2 separate regions of the Astyanax mexicanus genome follow, and region 1 is linked to region 2. A link is a contact called in public Hi-C data. All regions are on one chromosome and are shown on one strand. The core of a region is the stretch at or near the end of the contact, and the rest is flanking DNA. Distances in the headings are between cores, read along the strand shown.

The links. A called contact is a pair of places that touch in the nucleus more often than the background predicts.
Region 1: a Hi-C map of muscle shows a contact between it and region 2, with 18 times the contacts expected there. The contact joins the enhancer-like site here to the promoter of plxnb1b in region 2. A contact is called at or near these places in 2 of 3 Hi-C or Micro-C datasets (both in muscle).

What each region holds. Positions count from the first base shown.
Region 1 is chr5:12,895,011-12,900,428 of AstMex3_surface, reverse strand. It overlaps plxnb1b (plexin b1b), which reads right to left. Exons shown (of 41, transcript XM_015606903.3): 22 at 5,301-5,418; 23 at 4,360-4,597; 24 at 3,978-4,220; 25 at 3,162-3,344; 26 at 2,832-2,980; 27 at 1,740-1,840; 28 at 1,316-1,533; 29 at 178-356; 30 at 5-71. The region is part of intron 5 of lhfpl4a (LHFPL tetraspan subfamily member 4a); the gene reads left to right. Among protein-coding and RNA genes, the nearest start is that of si:dkey-19e4.5, 13 kb to the left of the region's middle. Within about 2 kb of position 1,403, the one cell type or tissue checked has an H3K27ac peak away from gene starts, as active enhancers do.
Region 2 is chr5:12,795,487-12,800,799 of AstMex3_surface, reverse strand. plxnb1b (plexin b1b) reads right to left here and starts at 2,311. Exons shown (of 41, transcript XM_015606903.3): 1 at 1,803-2,311.

The DNA.
Region 1 (5,418 bases), core at 154-2,653, 100 kb before region 2:
TTACCCTCAGGAAAGCATAGAGGCATATAGACATCCAATTGGTCAGAAGTTTCTCCACAACTGTCTCAGTTCTATATGGAACAACCATTAAAAAAATATATGTTAATCCAATGATTTTAGTAGAAATATATTACTGTTGTACCATTGCTGACTAGCCACACTGTCCTATTTGCTCACCTGCGAAGCATGAGTTTGGGGTTCTTGGCAACATACTGCTCCACCAGGTCGTTGAGCAGCGTTTTCAGGATATCAGTGAAGTACTCCAGCTTGCCATGCAGAGCTACAGTGAGCAGAGAGGCCACATAGGCACGATCCCGGGGAGAGAACGTCCTCTGGCTCTCCAGAGTGTGGATGAACTGGGGGTAGAGAGAAAGAAAAGACATATCATACCAAACACAGTCCTGAAGTGATTCTTTTAATCAAACATCAATTTCTAGATTTTTTTATTTATTTTGCATGTAGCTACTAAAGTAAAGCAGTGCATTTCGCCTGAGAAATTGAATAAGATACGATCCAATAGATTTGCTAATGTTTCTGACATTATAAAATACTGTTACCTAAAAACAACAAATGTACTGAATGTTTTTTCCAATTCCATCAAATCCGTATTACCTAAAGCCAGGGTTAAGCTTTGCGATTTGTGTCCTGATTTGAGCCATGATCTCAGTCTGACTCAACCTGTGCTGGTTGGCTCTAGTCTGCAGATTTTTCGTAAGTTGGAGTCGATAGTTGCAGAGAGAATAGATTAATGTGTGAAGGGCACAGTCTCTGATTTGTTGCCTTCTGATTATGGTGCAGATATGTCAGAGCATATCAAACGCATTAGATTTTTTTTGACACAAGTAAAAACTAAACACAAGAAGTTATGGCCACTTTTGGAGACTGGCTATTTTTATTTACTTTTCATGTTTAAGTAAAAGAAAAGCCTCACAAAAAACAGCTCACGAAGCATTTATTCATACTAAAGACTACAACTAGATATTTTAAAATGAATGAAAAAAACTATGAAATGAGACCTTTAAGGTGGAATGCAAAAAATACTAAGCAAACATCTACTGATCCCATTTTGTTACCACAAAATCAATTACTCAAGCTGATTTTCTTGTTTATTTTGTTTTTAGATTGTGCAAATGATGGTACAAATGATAATAGTACCTTGAGGCTCATGTTTAAGGTTTGTGCAGTGTCCAATACCCATAAAAATCAGAAAAACTAAGTAAGTGTGAGATACCCAGTATGTTTATGTGTATCTAATATGACTTACAAAAGTTGTGCAGTACATCCAGAAATGAAGAAAGATAGTACAAGGTGTTACCTTGGTGAGGAAGAGTTTGCTGTTGAGCAGGTTGGAGAGCTGGACAAGGCCCTGCTCCACTGTGGCCCTTCGACAGTCCTGCACGTCCAGATCCCGACGCAGAGGCGACTCCCGATGACCAGGGAAAAAGATCCGCTCAGCGTACATCTTATAATCCAGGAACGGAATCCCAGAGCCCACCAGATCACTGGACATGTCCATCATTTCAGTCATCAGGTCTGGTAAAAAGGTCAACAGCACGGTTATCTCTGTCTCTCAGGGAAAGCTACATTTCACACAATAATAGAGAATGATCACTTAAATAAGATAAGAATAAGAAATAACTCTCTCCACATAGTTAAAAAAATCCCCAGGGTTCAAAACTGCATGCTTAACTACACCTTCTCTTACCCCCTCCCTTCCTCCCTGTCTCCCTCTCTCTCACCTGTAAACTCTTTCTTGCAGCGGTCTCTCACACTGGTCTCCAGATTCTCCAGTTGAATTTGAACCTTCTTGTAATCCCTCAGAGCCTGCTTACTCTTCCTCCTGAGAGAGACAGAAGTGGGGCGCAAAGGGAGCGAGGGAGTGTCAGAGACAGAGATTTAAGTCACGTTGAGGATAAGAAAGCAGCCTAATCTAAAACAACAGACCCCTGGGAGAACTACTATCACACAGAATAGACTCCAGATGTGGAGGAACTCGTATGAGTGACTGTAATTCACACCAAAGGGAAGCCTTAACCCTGCTCACAGGAAATGAGCTACTACAGAGCCAGGCTGTCAATTACATACTCTCACACATGCACATACCCACACACATACACACACACACATTACTGCAGTCAGAATGGGTAAAATGTGTTACAAACAGAAACGGTCCTATATTACATGAAAAACGTTTTTTCTAAAAAGTTGAAAAGTGAAACACTATCAATTCTGTGTAACATGATTTTAACATGTTTAAACATTTAAAGGCAAATCCCTTGTTCAGAGTTACTTACAACAGAATCATGTTACAGAGATAAGTAAGTAAATCTAGGCTAAATGTTATGAATCTTACCATAGGACACTAACTGATACAATACATTGTTCTTATATTTACCCCAACCAATATTTAACAAATGAGGCTTGCTTATTCCTAATTTGATTAACATAAAAGATCCTTTTCTTAAAAAAAAAAAAGAAAACATTACAAAAAAATATAATTCAACATTTTTACATACTTTTTTATAGAAAAAGGACGATATCTATTTTGAAATAGGTGGTTCATTATGATAATTCTTCCTAGTATTATAAAGGAAAGGTTCCATAAAGTCATAATGTTGTTTTCGCCAAATAACCTTGTATTTCACTTTTAAGAGCCATTGAACCTATACTGTGACAAAGTATGACAAACAGTTACCTTTTAATGTTAGAAAAACGTTATCATTAGATCTATGTCATAGTCTTATGACAAACACTTACACACTGGTTATATTTTTAATAGATTAAATTTTTTTGACCACAAAACAAATAGGAATAAAACTCAAGACACACACCTGTAAATAAGCACGATGATCACCACTATCAGGACCACAAGCGCAGCCACCACTCCAACCCCTATCTGAGCCTCCATGGGGAAGGTGGACTGATTTATAGAGTCGTACATTACTCGACCCAGAGTGAAGTTCAAATTCCCCATCTGTACCTGCAGCAAAACATATAACAACCCTGTTACACACTTTCCAAACATATAAATCACACACTCATACAAAAGAACGACAGCTGATTCTCCTTCACCACTAACCATTACACAGTAATTAAGATAACAGTATACACATTAATTCTAAAAAAGAAAACCTTTACTGAGAATTTTTTAGTGAACTTACTGTAAACTCTGGCAGAGCATCAGTTCCCTCACGCTTGCGGCCGTATCCGTGAGAGGGGGAGGGCTGATCGGGGGGTGGCTCACAGTACAAGTGGTTCCGTGTTAGAGTTTTAACAGCACACACACCTTCACCGATAAGAGCTACCACCTCCTCCTTATAGATAGCTAGGTCCAGGTTCTCCCCCTGTACAGATAAAGGAAACAGAGAGAACATGGAGAACGGGAGTAAAGAAGAAGAAAGATGAGGTTAAGCTCAGATAAACATTTACATCCAATCAAAAGCATGTAATCAATTGCTCTGATTAAACATTAGATCAAATATGAATACACAACTTTGATAAATATGATAAATATAACAAGATATACATATAAATAGTAAGTATGGACCCAGGGCTAGACAAACATACAGGCCAATTTGTATTAAATGGGTTTAAAGATACACAAAGTGCAGAATATTATTTACACTACTGTAACTATACATAAATATTTTTGGTATTTAAACAAAAGAGACAATTTAATACAGTAATGATATTAAAATAGTTCATAAACAGTTGTTATTTTACTGTTTTTCCATGTTCCATGTTATGTTCCAAATTTTCTACATTAAGACTTTTAACATATTAAAAGTATTTTGGATGCCTTGTATATCAAAGTATATTTATAAAAAAGACATTTATTACCCTTTTCAGGTTTTTCAGTTACATTAAAAATCATCACGCTCTCTGATTTTAGATGAACTTTTTTACATTCTTGTACAATACACTTTTACATGTATTTCATTAAATTGGTTTCACTGAAGAGTTAAACATTTACTTACTTCTACAGATATAACTGATCCTGGCTTGTAGCGGAAAGGCTGGTCAGTATCGTGACGGTTGAGTTTGTGGAGGGTGGGGTTAAACTCGTAGATGAAAGGTGATTGGCTGACAGAGTTGAAGTTGAAGCGAAGATTATCCAGAAGAAACTCCACATGTATGTCAGCACCAATCACCTGGGGACTCACAGACGGGGTCCGGCACAGCATTAGAGTGGAGGTGTTCACCTCACATCGCTCTTCAAACTGAAAGAGTCATAAAGAGAGCGAAAGAGAGGAAAACAGAGAGAAAGAGAGAATGTAGGATAGGATTATTAAATTAAGCATAAGTAAACTCCCACTGTTCAAACTCAATGTGATTAAGTAATGGTTTTACTTTACTCACACTCATTACAGAGCACAGGGTGTTTTCTGGGCAGTCTGGTTCTGGAATGATACGTCTCTGTCTCCACAGAAGCCCCTGATCGACCTCTGTGTTTATAACACTTCCTCTAGCTCTTCTCCTCCGTCTGCTCCCTCTCTTCTTTCGGCTGACGGAGTCTGAGGGAAACACGGTCACTCGGATTCGCGGCTCCTGGACCACGTCTAGGTTGTGTCCCGTCACATGGATCACACGCCCACCACTGTGCCAAGAGAGTCATTTTGACAAAGTCAGCAAAACAGAGTGATATTTAGTACAAATTTATATTTTATTATGCAAATGAGCCCAATTAAACAAATTTAATAGCGTTTTTTAACCCTCCTGTTATGTTACAGGTCAAACCGAACCATTTTAAAGTTTAAAGATCTAGGAAAAATAGTTAAAAGTATTTTTGTTTTAGTTTGAAAGTTCTTTTGCTTGCTTTAATTAGTGTAATCAACATATAAAATGAAAATTGTTCATCTCACATTTGCAACCACCCCCAGCAAAAACTAAAACTTAAACAAAATTGCAATGTTATGTTTCAATGTTATGTAAAACTATTGTGTTTTAAGTAGTAAACATAAAAAAGGTTAAACATATATATTGTTTTCATGAAAAACGAGTAAACTATCCTAATTGAACTATTACCTGTTAGAGGTATTAAACATCATTGCAGTAAATATTGATAGAATAATTAGCAAGGAAGTTAGTAATGAAATATTTACTATGCTTGTCATGATTTTTTTGGTTTTAGACATCTTTTGAATAATTAATATATATATATGAATTGAATGAATATAAGAGGAATGTTAATAAAAAATTAAATAACTTGCAAAAGGCAAAAGTAAAGAAAATAACTGATTAAAATGGTCGATATATGGTTAATCCTTGTCTCAAGGGCTCATATACACACACATACACACCTGATAAAGCTTTTTGAGGGCATGGCCTGAGTGATGTTCGGGTCTGAGGTGTAGAAGAACCCACTGTTAGGGAGATGACGCTCACTGCTGCCATAGCGTACAGTCACCCTGTGCTCTC
Region 2 (5,313 bases), core at 1,062-3,561:
ATGTACATATATAATATCTGATATCAGCATAGGCCTGGAAATTCCCAAATGGGTGTATCCCTACTAATATTTATTGTGTGTGTAATTAGACATTTGTATATATTTCAATGGTTCTTTCCAGCAGAGGACTTACAAAGCAATCAACTATAATGTCTCAATGAGCTATTTCACAATACAACAAAGCATACCTTTTTCCAAATTACCCAGATATCTTAAGCACAAAGCTTGCTCTTGCAACAGAAATGGAGCAGGTCTTTTTTTTATTTAAGACAATCACGACTTGGGGCTTAAATTACCTGAAATTACCTGGGCTTAAAATACCTGTCTGGTTACCATGAGCTAAATGCACACCAGGACAAGAGTATACCATTAGATATATAGATGGGTATTCAATTCAAGGTTATAATACTAATCAAATTCGATCAAAAATATTACTAAGAAGTAGGGGTGTGAGACATTGTATCGTACATCACAATATCTGCAAAAAATTAACAACAAAAAAGTAATATTGCAATGTTCTTGAAAGCAGTCCATTTTGTATGTGTTTTGCCATGTACTGTATTTACTTTCATGTTTGCAGTTTACTTAGATTTGTGGTAGAGTTTTAGTTGCTACACTACATTCCATTCAATTATTTTTGCTATATTTTCTATTCTCTTAAACTGATTTTGTATAAAATAATAGTAGTCTTGGTAAGTTACTGTTAACAGAATAGACAAATGTGTCTAGATTTTTTTTGTTTCTACTGAATGTTTGAAACTGCTTATTCATACTACCACATAATACTATTATTGTCATAGTATAATTTTATAATTGAAAGAAAATCATTTTTGCCAAGATTATCATTATCGCAAAAATACCCTGAAATATCGTGATTTTGTTTAAGGGCCATATCGCCCACCCCTACTACTAAGATGATGTCTGAAATTAGGGGGAAAAAATATAAATCACAGCATGCCTACACATATTCACCTGTGTCTGACCTAGACAGCATGACCAAATATAAAACAGGTTTGCTTTTTGTGCTAAATAACAACACAATAAAGCATTTGTGCGCTTTATGATTGTGACCACGCCCACCGGACGTCAGCACACCTGTGTCATTAAAGCAGAACAAGCAAAGCATGTGACTCCGCCCCCTCAGGAGCAAACAGAGGTCAGTGTCTGTTATTAAAACAGAAATGAACAGAAAATAGGTGAAGATATGAATAGAGTTTACTTATTGTATCAGTATGGAAGGTTAATAGAACTAATTGTTATAAAAAGTAAGAATATGTTCATATGTCCAGTAGTATCCAGCTGTATAACTGACTGTATAGATAAGTGGAAGTTGTGGAAGTAACCTTTTGTAATGTGGACTAGCTACGTCAGAGAAACTTGTGGCTGAAGTTGTAAAATTCACCTTGCAAAGAGGAACAAAACATACTCACTTCAGTGTGCTGGGCAGTTAACTCTTTCTCGGGAGGTTTAAAAGCACATAAACAAACCAAACTTGTACTCTGGACCCCAGTGTAGGCAGACAAGCAGACGGACTTGCTCCCTGACTGACTGACTGACTGGCTGTGTAATGTTAACATGCAACCAACCTGCCCAGCAATAGCCCTATGTAACGTTATAGTAGTCCTCGAACTGGTCTTGTTTCTATATTTTAAACGTTTTTACTACAAACAAACCAAACCACATCAGTCCAGCTGACCCAGGACAGACAGACTATGAGCCCGAAAGCAAGCAGTGTTTTCAGTGCGCTGAAAAAATCCAGTTTAAACAGTTTTAAACACGAAACACAGTCTAGACTCACTCACCTTGAGTCGCGCGCAGCTTTAGCTCCACGGTCTGTTGCTGCTGCTGCTTTTGCTCCCTACTCCCAAACTAAATCCACAGCCCTGTGAAGTGAGCTGAACTGAGGGGGGGAGGCTGCTGGTTGGCGGTGGTGTGTTGGTGGTGGGGGTAGCAGTAGCAAGTCCTCCGGCTTATCCAGTTCATAAGCAGCCGAGAACCTCAAAATCCCTCAAAACGTTTACCAGAAAGCCAGAGCAGAAATTCCACAGTTGTAACAAGTAAAAAAAGTTACTTTTTATATCTGTTCTACTGTTTTCCTTCCCCTTTCGGTCGTTTTTAAAAGAAAGCAAAAAGTCCAAGAATAAGTTGTATTTGCTGTAGTCTTCAGTCCTCAGTTAAAGAAGCGTTAAAAGCGTATTAAACAGGGCAGCGGCTGTTTCTCCTGCTCCTGCGTCTCCTCGCTGCGCGGTGTTAATCACATGGAGCCGGTGAAACACTGGGGCGAATGAAGAGGTTCCGTAGGACTGATTGACCTCCGAAGGGCAGCCCTCCGCGCGTGCAGATCTTAAAGGGGGTGGGGCTTCAACAGCAGGCTGGTGGCCCCCACTCAGACTCCTCAATGGAATCGCTCTTTTTCTTAAAAGGGCCACAGATTGTGTCCAAAGGTTTCATATTACCACTTTAAATACAGCTCTGTAAAAATTAAGAGACCACCTCAGTTTCTGAATCAGTTCCTCTGATTTTGCTATTTATAGCTATATGTTTAAGTAAAATGAACATTGTTGTTTATTTTATAAACTACAGATAACATTTCTCCCAAATTCCAAATAAAAATATTGTCATTTAGATCATTATTTACAAAAAATGAGAAATGAAGATGAAGATATTTCAGCCCTCAAATAAGGCAAAGAAAACAAGTTCATATTTATAAAGTTTTAAGAGAAAACAATATTTGGTGGAATAACCCCGGTTTTTAATCACAGTTTTAATGCATCTTGGAATGTTCTCCTCCACCAGTCTTACACATGTTTTTGGATAACTTTATGCCACTCCTGGTGCAAAAATGCAAGCAGTTCAGCTTAGTTTGATAGCTTTTAATCATCTATCTTCCTCTTGATTATAGAGGATTCTAGAGGTTTTCTCATTTATTAAAATCAAAGAAATTCATGTTTCTTTGATTTATTTTTGAGTCTCTTATTTTTTTTCAAGAGCTGTACATTGTTCATGCAAAAATCATATAGTCTTTAGAGATTAAATAAATAAATAAATAAATAATATAATTTAATAACAATCCAAATTGCTGCAAAACTTAAAATGCATAATGTTATCTCTAAGTCAGATATGTGAATGATTACATGTGTGTTCTATTACAGAAGTAGTGGTATACACTGGAAATTCTAGCATAGGTCTACTGAATTCTTTCACCTGTACACTACATACAGTGTGATGCATTATATGTGTTTGATAGTAAAATATATAGAGAATAAAAGATAATGTTGAGATATTGACCATTTCAAGCTAATGTATGCTACAATTCCCAATGTATACCATAGTGCAATAAGGTGGTGTTGTGTCAGAGGTCCTTTACATGCTCAATTAACTGACATCTTAGCGGGCACATCATGGAACTGAGAGAAGCCAGGTGGTCATTTCAACTAATTGCCCACCAGATACTATATGCTGTCCATCAGACAGCCATTGTCACATTTGTTTGATGTAGTGCGTGAACAAGAATTCTGTACTGCTTTATACTGGAACTGTATTGTCTTCTATTAGGGATCTGATGATGGTCAGGTTTGAGCATGGATGCCTTGTGGTGAGCACTTCAATCCTGCCTTTAGTGGCCCAACTGCTGTTGTGATGATCTAAGAAGCCATCACATATGACAGTTGGCTGCCCCTAGTTGTGATACAAGGGATGTTAACAGTTGGTCATATATTTGTCCAAGACCTACTGCAGCCACATGTGTTGCCTCTCATGGCTGGAGTTCCAGCTGACTTTTTTCAGTAGGATAATGCCCACCCACACACAGCCAGGGTTTCCCAGGAATGTCTCTACCAGATTGAAGCATACTTATTAGCCACCAATTTAGCACCTATGGACCCAGCTGGGACACCAGATTCACTAATATATGAGTGTGTAGGATCCCTACAATTCCATCTACAACATCTGTGATCAAATGTGTTGTAGGATTACCTATGGAACCTGCATGTATTGTTACACAGTTAGATAAAAGGGTAAATAGCCTGTAACATTAGGCTGTCGAACAATTAAACTGTTTTATCTAGACTAATGGAGCTTCATCCAATATTTCTGAGATAAACTGAAGTGATGTTTGGGATCTAGAACTGATTATTTATCATCATTACCTGACCTCCCCAGTGCCCTGGTGCTTAAATGCCACAAATCCTTACACCATCTACACCAGCATCTACTGAGTAAATGGCAGAAGGTAAAGGCTGTTTTAGCAGCAGATGGTGGCATAGTTTTTTTTTTTTTTTTTTTTTTTTTTTTTTTTTTTTAAATGCTATTAGGCATTAAAATGTAATTTCTATGCAGAATATATGTCAGCAAATACACACCTTACACTAATGTTGTTTGGTTTTGTGTTGGCATGCAAGGCTCTGAGCTTCATTCATCTTAGTCAAGTTTTACATATAAATTGATGTATGTTGGTTATTACCTACCCATGTTGCCCCACCCCCAACTCTCCATTATTAAATCAAATCTGCACCCCTGATGTACAGTATATATAAATAACAATTTAACTGCCTCCTTAACTGTAAATGGTTTTATTTAGATACGGACAATATTCTCCTCTCCTTTAAGAACACTGAACATTAGTGATTCAATGTATTCCTCTCCCAAGGACTAATAATCAGCCCACCCACATCTCGGCACCCATTGTGATCAAAAGCGGCCTCCTGAAACACAGAAACACACACTCACACACATACACACACTAATGAGAGGGGATTATAAAGGAAAGATTGAGCAAAACAAGATTCTGCTCTTATATAAGGAGTACAGTGTCTTCGGCTCGTTTTACACTTTCCCTCTCAGTGTGTATAGCCGAGTGTGTTCGGGGCTGGGTCTGCTAATGCCTTGCATAAAGGGGGTTGGGGGGTGGGCTAAAGTTGTGTGAATGAGGTGGCCTGTCTGTCGGGCCTGCAAAACAGCATTCATGAGGCACCAAACACTACCCCATTCATATGGCCAGGGTGGGCAACACACATAGGCGCATACATACACACAAATACACACCTTTTCATACAGACATTAGCTAGCAGTGGGAAAAGAGGTTTGAGAGCAGATTGAAATCTGATTATTAATTAAATTAATGTGATATTAAATAATGGAAAAAACTAATAATCACTGCACAAAGACATATACACAATGTGAGTACAACAAATGGAGAAAGATTGAATATGAACATTTTTGTATTAAATGTGCTGATGTGTTGTATTATAAATACAGTGAGAAGACAATGAAATCCACTGTCCTGATTTTATTTTATTGTGGGATTAAGATCAG